Regions from separate parts of the Salmo salar genome. Here region 1 is linked to region 2. The links are chromatin contacts, called in public Hi-C maps. All regions are on one chromosome and are shown on one strand. The core of a region is the stretch at or near the end of the contact, and the rest is flanking DNA. Distances in the headings are between cores, read along the strand shown.

Region 1 (6,504 bases), core at 1,311-3,810, 34 kb after region 2:
CTGTGAATGAATTTCAAGACCTACCTTCAAACTCAGTGCCTCTTTGCTTGACATCATGGGAAAATCAAAAGAAATCAGCCAAGACCTCAGAAAATAAATTGTAGACCTCCACAAGTCTGGTTCATCCTTGGGAGAAATTTCCAAATGCCTGAAGGTACCACGTTCATCTGTACAAACAATAGTACGCAAGTATAAACACCATAGGACCACGCAGCCGTCATAGCGCTCAGGAAGGAGACGCATTCTCTCTCCTAGAGATGAACATACTTTGGTGCGAAAAGTTCAAATCAATCCCAGAACAACTGCAAAGGACCTTGTGAAGATGCTGGAGGAAACGGGTACAAAAGTATCTATATCCACAGTAAAACGAGTCCTATATCGACTTAACCTGAAAGGCCACTCAGCAAGGAAGAAGCCACTGCTCCAAAACCGCCATAAAAAAGCCAGACTATGGTTTGCAACTGCACATGGGGACAATGTTTGTACTTTTTCGAGAAATGTCCTCCGGTCTGATGAAACAAAAATAGAACTGTTTGGTCATAATGACCATCATTATTTTTGGAGGAGAAAGGGGAGGCTTGCAAGCTGAAGAACACCATCCCAACCGTGAAGCACGGGGGTGGCAGCATTATGTTGGCATCATGAAGATGGAAAATGATGTGGATATATTGAAGCAACATCTCAAGACATCAGTCAGGAAGTTAAGCTTGGTCACAAATGGGTCTACCAAATGGACAATGACCCCAAGCATACTCCCAAAGTTGTGGCAAAATGGATTAAGGACAACAAAGTCAAGGTATTGGAGTGGCCATCACATAGCCCTGACTTCAATCCTATAGAAAATTGCAGAACTGAAAAAGTGTGTGTGAGCAAGGAGGCCTACAAATCTGACTCAGTTACACCAGCTCTATCAGGAGGAATGTGCCAAAATTCACCCAACTCATTGTGGGAAGCTTGTGGAAGGCTACCCGAAATGTTTGACCCAAGTTAAACAATTTAAAGGCAATGCAACCAAATACTAATTGAGTGTATGTAAACTTCTGACCCACTAGGAATGTGATGAAAGAAAGAAAAGCTGAAATAAATCATTCTCTCTACTATTTTTCTGACGTGTCACATTCTTAAAATAAAGTGGTGATCCTAACTGACCTAAGACGGGACATTTTTACTTGGATTAAATTTCAGGAATTGTGAAAAACTGAGTTTAAATGTATTTGGCTAAGGTGTATGTAAACTTCCTACTTCAACTGTATGTGCATGTGATCTAATTCACCATGTATCCCTTCCTCCATTGTGTGGCCTGTGTGTTAGTTTACAGTTGAAGGTCTAAACCCAATAATACATTGTTCTGTTGAGATCTCCCTCTACACCCACACACACACACACACACTTTGTTTTACTATCCTTGTGGGGACCAAAAAATGTATTCCCATTCAAAATCCTATTTTCCCTTAACCTAACCTTAACCCTAACCACCCTAAACCTAACACCACCTCCTAAACCAAACCCCTGACACTAATTCTAACCCTGATAGTAACCTTAACCATAAACCTAACCTCTTAGCCTAAAATAGCTGTTTACTCTGTGGGGACCCGGCAAAATGTCCTCACTTGTCCGAATTTTCCTTGTTTCACTATCCTTGTGAGGAATTCTGGTCCCCACAAAGATACTAAGAACACACACACACACACACACACACACACACACACACACACACACACACACACACACACACACACACACACACACACACACACACACCGTCTAAACCCAATAATACAGTGTTTTGTTGAGATCTCCTGATCCTGTGCCAGATCTCGTATGCCTGGGTGACTCATCCTCCCAAATGTAATTGGATGTTCTAATTGGTTTAGCCAGACAAAGGGGGAGCTGTGCTGCAGATTCTGGGAATGCGGTATGTAGCTTAGCTAGGCGCAGAGATGAGCTGTGAGACTCAACAAATCCTGTATTGTAAAACAGACTACAGTATGCCTGTAATTTTCGGTTTGGAAATATCTAGGTTGCTGATGGGATATTCTTATCAGAAGGTGAAAGGAACTGCACGGTTGAAGTGCTGCAGCTCTAGGACAGACTACACTCCCTCGAGCTTGCTACACAGATGTGGATATTTGGTTTACTTTCCTTGTGGCCAGCACTGGTGTGTTTATATCAGAGATCGTTGTGATAGCGTTGGGGTCAATTTTAGTTCAATTCTCCTATCCGTTGAACTAGTATGCAATTCAGTTCTCAAATTGATTGGTGTTTATATGGAACAGACACCAACTCTGCTAAATAGATACTGTAAGAGATAGGATTCAACCCTATCATAACTAACTTCCACCTACGTTACATTTTCTCCCATTTGACATCAATGCATGTCTAGGGGAAAATTCTACTTAACGTGGAAGTTAGGATTTGCCCCATAAAGGCTAACAGGGTAGACAGTGGCTCATAGTTTGGTTCCCCCTCTGTGTGTGTTGGTGGGGCAGGGGGTGTTGTGATACTTCTGTGTCAACCCTGTTCTGTCCTGTTCTGCAGTCGACCGTACAGTCCCAGCAGTCTCTTTAGCCCTGCAGAGCATGCAAAATTATCCATTTATCTGTCTCTGTCTCTCTCACTCTCACACTCACACTACACACACACACACACACACACACACACACACACACACACACACACACACACACACACACACACACACACAATAACAACTCAGCTGTGGCTCTCTGCTCTACATCCCCTCCCCCTGCCACTGTTTGGAAGTCACGAGTCAGAACAGTTTGAATCTAATTAGGTGTCATTGTAACTACTGGTTTTGACACTTCAGTATTGTTACATTCATGTATCCCAGAGCCACATACCTCAAACTCTATATAATGTTCTGGTGTCCCTGATGTTATTTTGTGGTGGTGGAGCTATATTGCCTTGCCGTAGGTCTGCATCAGTCAACTACGTGCAGCTGAGGAGAATGGTACATACATTATTGGACAGCCTGTATTTCTCCCTCTAAAAGCATACTAACATCACAGTGGTGTAGGCAGGCTACATGGAACCCATGTGTATTGGAAGGAAGATAGCGTGATCTTGCCATAAATTCCTGTGGTTGTTGCCTCAATCTTAGTTCCTCCCCCTTCCCTGTTGAGCCCTATGGTGATATTGTTCTAATGCCACTTCTGCCCCCTGGTGGTCATTGGATGTAAGTGACTAAACGCTCCGCTCTGGTTAGAAGTTACCCCCGGGCACAGTTCTGCGATCAGCTCACCCTCACCACTAGAGGGGACGTCAGAGCTTGTCTTCAATGTTCAATGTATTCGTTCTTGGTGCTTGTGCAAAGTAAGGCACCGCGTGTAAAACTGACCTTAAATCAGTGCTTAGCTGCATCTCACTTCATCCTATCCCTATCCAAATTTCAGTGGCAGGTTGGAGAGTGGGTAAAGGTAGTGATATTGAGCTCCCTACTATCTGTGTGTTGTATTTCTACTGTCTGTGTGTTGTAGTTCTACTGTCTGTTTTGTAGTTCTACTGTCTGTGTGTTGTAGTTCTGGTAGTCTCCCTACTGTCTGTGTGTTATATTTCTACTGTCTGTGTGTTGTATTTCTACTGTCTGTGTGTTGTAGTTCTACTGTCTGTTTTGTAGTTCTACTGTCTGTGTGTTGTAGTTCTGGTAGTCTCCCTAATATGTGTGTGTTATAGGTCTACTGTCTGTTTTGTAGTTCAACTGTCTGCGTCTTGTAGTTCTGATAGTCTCCCTACTGTCTGTGTTTTGTAGTTCTGGCAGTATGGGGAGTGGGTGGAGGTGGTGATCGATGACAGGCTGCCGGTGAAGGATGGGAAGCTACTCTTCGTCCACTCTGCCGAGGGAGGAGAATTCTGGAGCGCCCTGCTGGAGAAAGCCTACGCCAAGTAAGGAGGGATGAGGGATGGGAGGAGAGGAGAAAAAGGAGAGAAGAGGGTGGTTAGAAGGATTCAAGTGTATACATGGGCTTTGCATTTATTTCACTCTGTATATGTTGGTATGGGTTATGATATCTGTAAGTCGATCTGAATAAGAGCGTCTGCTAAATGACCAAAATGTAAATACAAATTATGTAAAATGATATGTCTATATGCATGTGTCGTGTCTGTATATTGTACAGAAATGTCTGTTTTTAAATAGTCTTTTGAAACAGAATTGTCCACCTTCGTTGCAGGCTACATGGCTGTTACGAGGCCCTGTCGGGAGGCAGCACGTCAGAGGGTTTTGAGGACTTCACAGGAGGGGTAACAGAGATGTATGAGCTGAGGAAAGCGCCCTCTGACCTCTACAGTATCATCAGTCGGGCTGTGGAGAGAGGATCGCTGCTGGGCTGCTCCATAGACGTCAGTACTCAGATTTGTTACGTTCATTTGTTCGATTATGTCATAGAAAACACTGCCTATTTTAATAAGCTTGACGCGGCGCTAAGAACCAGGATGTTTCACAGACGTCATCATTTTCACAGACTTTGTCATATCATGTCCCTGCCTGGAACATGTAACAGTGTGTCAAGAGTCCCTGTGTGTGTATCCTCTCAAATCGAATCAAGTCAAATGTTGTCATGTGCACCATGATACAACAGGTGTAAACAGTACAGTGAAACACTTACTCTGACGTTGTCTTCTGTCCCCAGATCACCGGTAGTCAGGACATGGAGGCTGTGACCTTTAAGAAGCTGGTGAAAGGTCACGCCTACTCAGTGACCGGGGTTGACGAGGTGAGCCAATGACTGCTCTGGTTTGAGTGGCACTAAGGGGTCAATTCCCCCAATTGCATCATGTGTTCTGAACAGTCGGACGCAAAAGACAGCATTAAAACGAATACAAATGTGTCTACCTTAACCTGTACATGAATCAAATTTGGATTTGGTGGCCATTTTCCCATCTACTATACATCTGTGTAATGCAGTATCCCTCAACCTCAGGTGGTGTACAGGGGGAATATGACCAAACTGGTCCGCATCCGCAACCCCTGGGGAGAGATAGAGTGGACTGGTGCCTGGAGTGACAAGTAAGAGAAGGAAACACTGTTATACACCTCTCATATTACCTATCATATAACTAGTGAGAGTGATTTTATACTGCAGGTGTCATATTACATATCACACTGTGTAACTAGTGAGAGTGGTTTTCTATCCCAGTTGATATGGAATACAGTCGTTAATGTATTTTCATTTGCGATTATTTTAGCTCCAGAGAGTGGGAGAGCGTGGACCGGTCAGTCAGAGGGCGACTCCAGAACCGCAGTGAGGATGGAGAGTTCTGGTGAGTGTGCGGGAGTGTGTATTTGTGTCACCGAGTCTGATGGCCTCTGGGTATGATACTTGAGAGAATGTGTGAGTTATTGCATCATACACATTACAGACTGTCCCTTCCTCTCCCCTTCTCCCTCCCTGCCTTCCACCTCTCGCTCTCTCCATCCCTCCTCTCAGGATGTCATTCAGCGACTTCCTGCGTGAGTTTACGCGTCTGGAGATCTGTAACCTCACAGCAGACGCCCTGGAGGCCAACCAGCAGAAGAAGTGGAGCTCAGCCGTCTACCAGGGGGAGTGGAGGAGGGGCAGCACGGCCGGGGGCTGCAGGAACTTCCCTGGTAAGGAGAGAGGGAGGCTATAAAGAAGTGGTACACAGTTGATTAGAAAATGTCTTCTGATAACTTCCCCCCCCCACAATGCTTAGCCACATTCTGGATCAACCCACAATTCAAGATCGGCTTGCAGCACCCCGACACAGCCGGCCAATCAGATTGCAGCTTCCTGGTGGCGCTGATGCAGAAGGACCGGAGAAAGAAACGCAAGGAGGGCAAGGACATGGAGACCATCGGATTCGCCATTTACGAGGTGTTGGGGTGTAATATGTATGAATATGCCTATATAAATTCTTCTCTATCTCCTTTCAGTGTGTGTTAAACAACAGTGGGTGATACTGAAATCCTAATTCTACTCTCACTTAATCCAGGCTATAGTAAATGGTTCTACTAAACTCAAATATATTTCACACATGGGCCTCACATAGACAACCGCATGCTCGACTTCAAGTCCTAATATTATATCTTAAGGGTGTAGAGTAACGGTGATATATTATTGGACGATAGCGTCACAAAGTAATTTTCTATGGAAATCCCTACAGAACTCAACTTCCTTGTAATAATTGTATTGGTATACTAAGGGTTGTACATTTCCTTTACTATCCTATGGTAGGAAAGTGTCACTAACAAATATGTTCAACCTTTAATTCAAATAACTTCTGTCCTACTCCTAACTTTTTATTCCACCATTGGGCCATTACCTAATAAAACCCCCTTTACAGGCCTTTGCAGACATGGTGAGCGTCAGTTTGGTTTTATTTGACAGTCAGCCGTGTAATGATAATGGTGTAGGTGCCCTATGTTAGCCTTTCCTACCTATTATCTAACTTGCAATAATGTCAGTGGGTGTTGTATCAGTTTGAACTCTATTTCCTCCACTGTCTTGTCATATGCCCATAAAA
Region 2 (6,238 bases), core at 3,397-5,896:
AGGGTTTTCGTAAAAATTTGCCGCCGGACAGTGTGATTATAATTTACCTGAACACTAACGCATTAGGGTGTCCACCCACAGTGATCAAAATCACATTTAGATGATTGTAATTCATCTTAACAGAATAGAAATGTGCCTGTAAAGGTAATAAAACAAAGTAGAATGATGTTCTTATACCAACATGACAGGTTTTATTGAAAAGCAAAACATTGCCCATTGCGTCTTCCTCCCTGCTATAAATCATAAATGAATATATGTAAATTTCAAAAAACATTACGCCTAGAAGAACAAGCCGCCTACACAGTAATAAAACTTGTAAAATAATAATGTGTTTAACATAACTTGCGAACGACCTGTCCTATAGACTATTTGTATGAATATTTTTTACTAATAAATAACAAAACACAGCTGTTTTAAAATACAATCTAGGCCTGAACATTTTAATTAGGCCTAATAAATAACAAAACATGGCAGTCTATGAACACCAGGGCTAGCCCGCCCCACTCCCGATGCTAATCAGCAACAAAGCAGTGGAAAGAGGCCGCTCTAGGAGGCCATAAAATAAAGAAATTAACCAACTGATATTGGACAATCAAATCCGATGTGTAAATAAACAACATTCGTTAAGGCTGGCTCGTGAAGAGAAAGCTTATTTTACAATGGTCCTGTAAAACGAGGCCCGACCTGTCCTGAAAGCACTGGTTACCATAGCTCAAATTATATCTCTTTTTACACTTCTACTGGATGTAAATAAACGGTATGTTATAATTTGAACTATCGTGGGGTAGTGACTCGTCACGGTGATTGCGCCATGCAAAGACGTCAAGCTCAAATTATCTCTTTTTACACTTCTACTGGATGTAAATAAACCGTATGTTATAATTTGAACTATCGTGGGGTCGTGACTCGTCACGTGTGATATATGTGGCTTATTGATAAACAACTCTGTTTCCTGCTATATGCCGTCGGCTGACTAATGACTGCAACTCTCCGATGTGAATAGTTGGCAACGATGTTTCGTTTCCAAGAGCTACTGAATAAGCTCAAATGAAATGCACCAATTTCATATGATAAGCCTACACATAATTACTCTCCTCTCTCAATCCATTGCAAATCTGTATACTATACATGACACCAGGGCGGGATATGTTGATCTTGCCTAGGGCGACAGCAGAACTGTTAAGACTGGGCCTGACGAACACAATTCGCCTCTAATTTACTTGCGTTTGCGTTGGACCTTGACATGCTCAAAGTGAGCCGCTGCTGTTGGGAAGTCAAAACTGTCCAACTCCTTGGAGCAGCTTGCGATTTGCATCAGCCTCGTTACTTTCTCCTCGAAAAAGCGAGATCTTGAGGCAGTCTTTACTGTTTTTGGAGAAAGAATCCCCTCGGTGGGCACACTGAACACAATCAACACAATCGTCGCCAATTTTGCCCAGTCGGGGTACACTTATCTGAAGGAACTTGCGTCTTTTGCGTGGGTAAAAATAGAAACGCTTAATTTCCAAGCAGCTTGAGGATTTATTAACCTATGAAGTATATTTGACTTTGAAGTTGGAGCACACCATCAATGAATAAAAAGCATTATATCGCAATCAAAAAAATGTATTCTACCGGAAACGGAACCCCTGGTTGCTTTGTAAGTGCTGCAGCTTGTATGGACATTGTCTTGCCTAACAGTTAATCAATTATCACCTTAAAAACGTCTACATTCCATGTGGCATTATTAAAGTGTGCAAAATGTATATGCAGCATGAAAGTACTAGAGTGGGTAGCTAGCAAGCAGCCCAGAGGTTCCTCAAGGACAGGCTAACTAGTTAGCAGTGGCGCCGGATTGCAGGAGTTTCACACGATAGGCAAGTGTGTTAACGTGCTATAAAGGGGAAAATCGGCTGTGCCGAAATTCAAGGGCCGATTGCCGATAACTAAGGGCTAATATCGGCCCGACCAATTACCAGTCGTTCTCTAGCGGTGTGCACTACTGACCTCTCATCATTGGGGGCATCATGCCAGGGGGTCGTGGACCCGGGTCAGACATCCTGGGCCCTGGTCCTCCATGCTGCATCTTAGCGAGCTCTTGCTGCCTCTCATGCTCCATCATCACTGCCGCCTGACAGAGAGAGGAGATATGAGGAGGAGGGAAGTAAGAGAACAGGGAAGGAAGAGAGGAGGGAAGAAAGGAAAGAAGAGAGAGAAGGGAGATATGGATGAAGGGAAGAGAGGTAGGGAAGAGCAAGAATTAGAAGATGTGATATATTTCAAGCAAGTAAAGGGACTGTAACATTACTATATGATTGGTTGTGACACAAAACTATTAATAAATTACAACAAAATCATTTAGATGGGAGAAAGCCTCCAGTCCTCACCCTCTTCTGCTGCTCCAGAAGCTCCTGCTCCTTCATGTGCTCTTCCATAGCACGGGAATCCCCCTGAACACACACACAAAATGTCAACTTTTGAAACTATTCATCACCAACTGAACATCATACCAGAACCCCTCCAGAGCCACTGCTTCCTTCCCATCGCAAGATAATACAGACTACCTTACAACTAGGGCCTAGTGTAGTTCCTAGTCAGGTAAAACTCAGGGGCCTAGATAAAACCCCCTCTGGTGGTTTGGTCTTACCTGCTGCTTGGCCCTCTCCTCATGCTGCATCATCATGGCAGCCCTCTGCTGCACCATCTTCAGCTGGTCCTCCTGGGAGAGGCCAGGGGGCATGCCTGGAGGCTCCATTCCCATATGCATCCCTGGTGGAGGGGGTCCACCCGCCATCATGCTCATCGCCTGGAGCATACCCATACCAGGTGGCATGGGCGGCATGGGCATCGGGGGCATGGGGGGGATGCCTGGCATCTGGGGGACAAAGGTAGAGGAGGAGGGAAGGGTGGTTGTTGGTAAAGTTGTTTTTGATTTGGGTAAGTAGTTCTTCCGGCACCATGTGACTTAACCAACTCCCCTTTGTTTTTACTGGTCAGGTCACATGGTAAAGGTAAAACTCCTGGTCCTGTTCATGACAGATTGATGACATGCTGCAGAGTCTATGGCTAAATAATCACAGTGATGAAATGTAAGAATGAGAGGAATTAGATTGGACTGTCTAAAAACCTTATAGGGTCGGTTGGTGCTGACCTGCGTGGTCATAGGTTTGTCATCACCCCCTTGGTTGGGCTTGCTGAGCATCACTCCAGTCTGAGTGGAAAAACACAGATGCACACAAAGACAAATGGATCAGATAAACGCATAAGATGCAATACACTCTTCCACTCTCCCCCTCACTAGCACACACTGACCTGCATCATGTATCCCTTGAGCCTGTCCAGCATCTCCTCTCTGGGGCCTAAGGAAGGAGGAAAAGACAACTGTAAACCAACAATGAACAATACAGCTGGGACAACAAGAATGATGATTTCATTACAAATGGATGGAATGAAAGGTTAATTTATATTGCTATGTAGTTAAATCAGCCACTTCGTGGAAAGCATCGCAGCATGCATGACTTGCTATTAGATCATTTATCCTTGATCCGAAAATGTGTTCGGAAGGTTTGGAGGTGCTGCAATTTTTTTTCTTGGGGGGAGGACGTTTCCGCCCATGCTGCAGATGGCTATATCGGTCCTATAATATAGGACTATTAAAGGCGTCACTGTTCGCCTCAAATTTTGTAAAAATGCGACGGGCTCAATATAGCGCTGAATTTACCTGATGGGTTGACGGTAGGTATTGTATAAACACAAACATTGACAACTTCCTTCACAACAGCTCTGTACTGCTGCATGGTCAATCCAATATTTGCATTGGCCGTGCAGCATTTACAGTGATACAGCCTTTACAGAAGTCAGGGAATTCATACTTCTAGGTACTTCGCTGAGCAGTGCAGAGCTGTTGTCAAGGAAGTGAGTTTGTGTTTATGCAGGACCTCCCGCCCTCACCTACCCTCATCAAATCATGTCAATGCCGGACCTATATTGAGCCCTCCACATTGTTACACATTTTGAGAGGGGCATGGCAATGCAATACTGAACTCTGCATGCCTCTGGAGGCTTCGCTATTGCGTCACACTATCCTTACGGCGCCTCCGACCATATTTTCGGATCAAGCATAAATTGGCTTTAAATGCTGTACAGCCAATGCAAACAGATTGACCATGCAGCGACTTTTATCAAACACCCAACCAAAACAGCAAGTTAAGATTAGCTGTTAGCTATCAACCATGATGACTCACTAACGTTAAGCAAAATACTATGCGTAGAGGTGTTGAACATGAACTTGTAGCTAATATGTATTGTTTGTGTAGATAGCGAGCGAGTTATGATAACGTTAGTTTGCACTCTCCATTACTTCCATGAGGGCCTTGCTAGCTAACTTTGCCTCGGAAGTACATATGTATGGATAGCATGTTAGCGGCTAGCTACTGCTACACACAATTCATTCAATTCAAAGCTTGCTGCTCATCGGCTTCTACTCATACCCATGTTGGGTGCGCCTAGCTCGCCTAGCTTGGCTTGAAGCTCCGGATTGCTCCATGTATTCAGGGCCGCTACAGAGCTCCCCAAGTCGGAAGGCATGGGTTCAGTCCCCGGCGGTCCGTCGGAAGCCATGTTGAAATTCTACTGAGCAATGGGACTCTACAGAAACAACAGACACGAAAACCTGACAAATCTCGCAAAGAACTATGGGGAAACCGGAAAAAGCAGTTGGAGACATCTGGGTAATGTAGTTTGTGGTAGGAGGAATAATGTTATCCATGGGTTTCCAAATTACAACCACTAGGTCGCAGTATTTAAATAAGAAAAACACGATCCTGATTCATTGCCAAATTGACATGCCAATGTGAAGTAAGAGGCAATTTATGCTTGATCTGAGAAATGTGGTCAGAGGCGCTGTATGGATGGTGTGACACAATTGTGGAGCCTCCAGAGGCCAAATTGAGCTCCATACAAGGCGCTGTATGGTCAATCTGTCACCTGCATGGGCCTTGCAGCATTTCCCTTACGAAAAAAGATTTCAGTCAGTGGAGTATAACTGCAATTACTGCGTCCAAAATCCACAGTCGACTGCAGTTACTGGAGTTTTACTGCAGTTTCAAAACTGCAATCTTTTTTTTGTAAGTGTTATAGTGATACTGCCTCTGCAGATGTTAGGGAATTCATACTTCTTGTGCTTCGCTGAGCAGCGCAGAGCTGTTGTGAAGCAAGTTGTTAATAAAGAAGTCCGTTTGTGTTTATACAGGACCTCCCGCCCTCACCTATCGTCGACCAATCATGTCAATGCGGAGCTATATGGAGCCCTCCGCGTTTTTACAAAATTTGAGAGGCGCAAGGCGATGCGGTACTGAGCTCAATTTGGCTTCTTTGGGATTGTTGACGGATCGCATCCAATTTTAAGGTGCATACACCACCACCTACTCTACTGGAGTGTGAGGCCATTCACAGCCTACCTACATACATTAAATGATTTGTGATACGGTACTATAAAATTGGGGAAAAGGAAAAATTACCCTGCCAAATTAGCCCTCTCTAAAAAATTATAATCAAAAACAACATCACCCCATTCCACTATTTACCCTATCTAATCCTACTCCAGACCAACGGTCTGAGAAGACATAACACTACCACTCAACACCCCCTGCAACTGTTCTGCAATAAAACCTCACAATCCCAAGTATTTGGGTCCTCAGATCCTCAAAAGGTTTTACAGCTACACCATCGAGAGCATCCGACGTGTTGCATCAATGCCTGGTATGGCAACTGCTCGGCCTTGGACCCCCCATTATTGGGGGAAAGCGTACAGGAGAACCCTCAGTCATGAGTGGTGAGCAAACGCATCCAATCCCAGTGGCGGTTTATCCTGGGCCCAAAGAGAGGCCCAAAAGGGGCAATGTGTGAAAAGTTCCCATAGCTGGAGGACAATTTCAGGGTGTAGGCGCCACTCGTCAGCTAGAGGGCCTCCACAGGATATGAGGTCTGCCCCCACATTGAGGTGGCCTGGAAGGTGGCATGCCATCAACGAGAGAAGAACAGGAAGTCTCAGCTTCCACCCCGCCTCAACTTCCAGTCTAACCAGGTGGGCAGAGAACAGCTTCGATGCCATCCCCAATAATGCTCTGAGTGCAAAGTGGAGGACCATTCAGTCCAAGACATCTTTACTCCTCTATGGCCCTGTCCGCCCAAGGGGGCCCCCCTTGGAATGGAGAGGAAAGTGTGTTACACTCTGTGTGAACCGGAGGCATCGCCGCGA

What was found. A called contact is a pair of places that touch in the nucleus more often than the background predicts.
Region 1: a contact with region 2 is called in a Hi-C map of blood, with 13 times the contacts expected there. The contact joins the enhancer-like site here to the promoter of LOC106608993 in region 2. A contact is called at or near these places in 3 of 3 Hi-C or Micro-C datasets (blood, gill and muscle).

What each region holds. Positions count from the first base shown.
Region 1 is chrssa07:26,420,266-26,426,769 of Ssal_v3.1, forward strand. LOC106608991 (calpain-1 catalytic subunit) reads left to right here. Exons shown (of 21, transcript XM_014207307.2): 5 at 3,770-3,903; 6 at 4,191-4,359; 7 at 4,650-4,733; 8 at 4,941-5,026; 9 at 5,206-5,280; 10 at 5,448-5,608; 11 at 5,695-5,855. Among protein-coding and RNA genes, the nearest start is that of LOC106608991, 19 kb to the left of the region's middle. Within about 2 kb of position 2,561, at least 3 of the 13 cell types and tissues checked have an H3K27ac peak or open chromatin away from gene starts, as enhancers often do.
Region 2 is chrssa07:26,384,500-26,390,737 of Ssal_v3.1, forward strand. LOC106608993 (splicing factor 3B subunit 2) reads right to left here and starts at 4,647. Exons shown (of 22, transcript XM_014207310.2): 1 at 4,470-4,647; 2 at 3,292-3,338; 3 at 3,107-3,190; 4 at 2,627-2,854; 5 at 2,367-2,429; 6 at 1,987-2,110. The coding sequence starts at 4,599.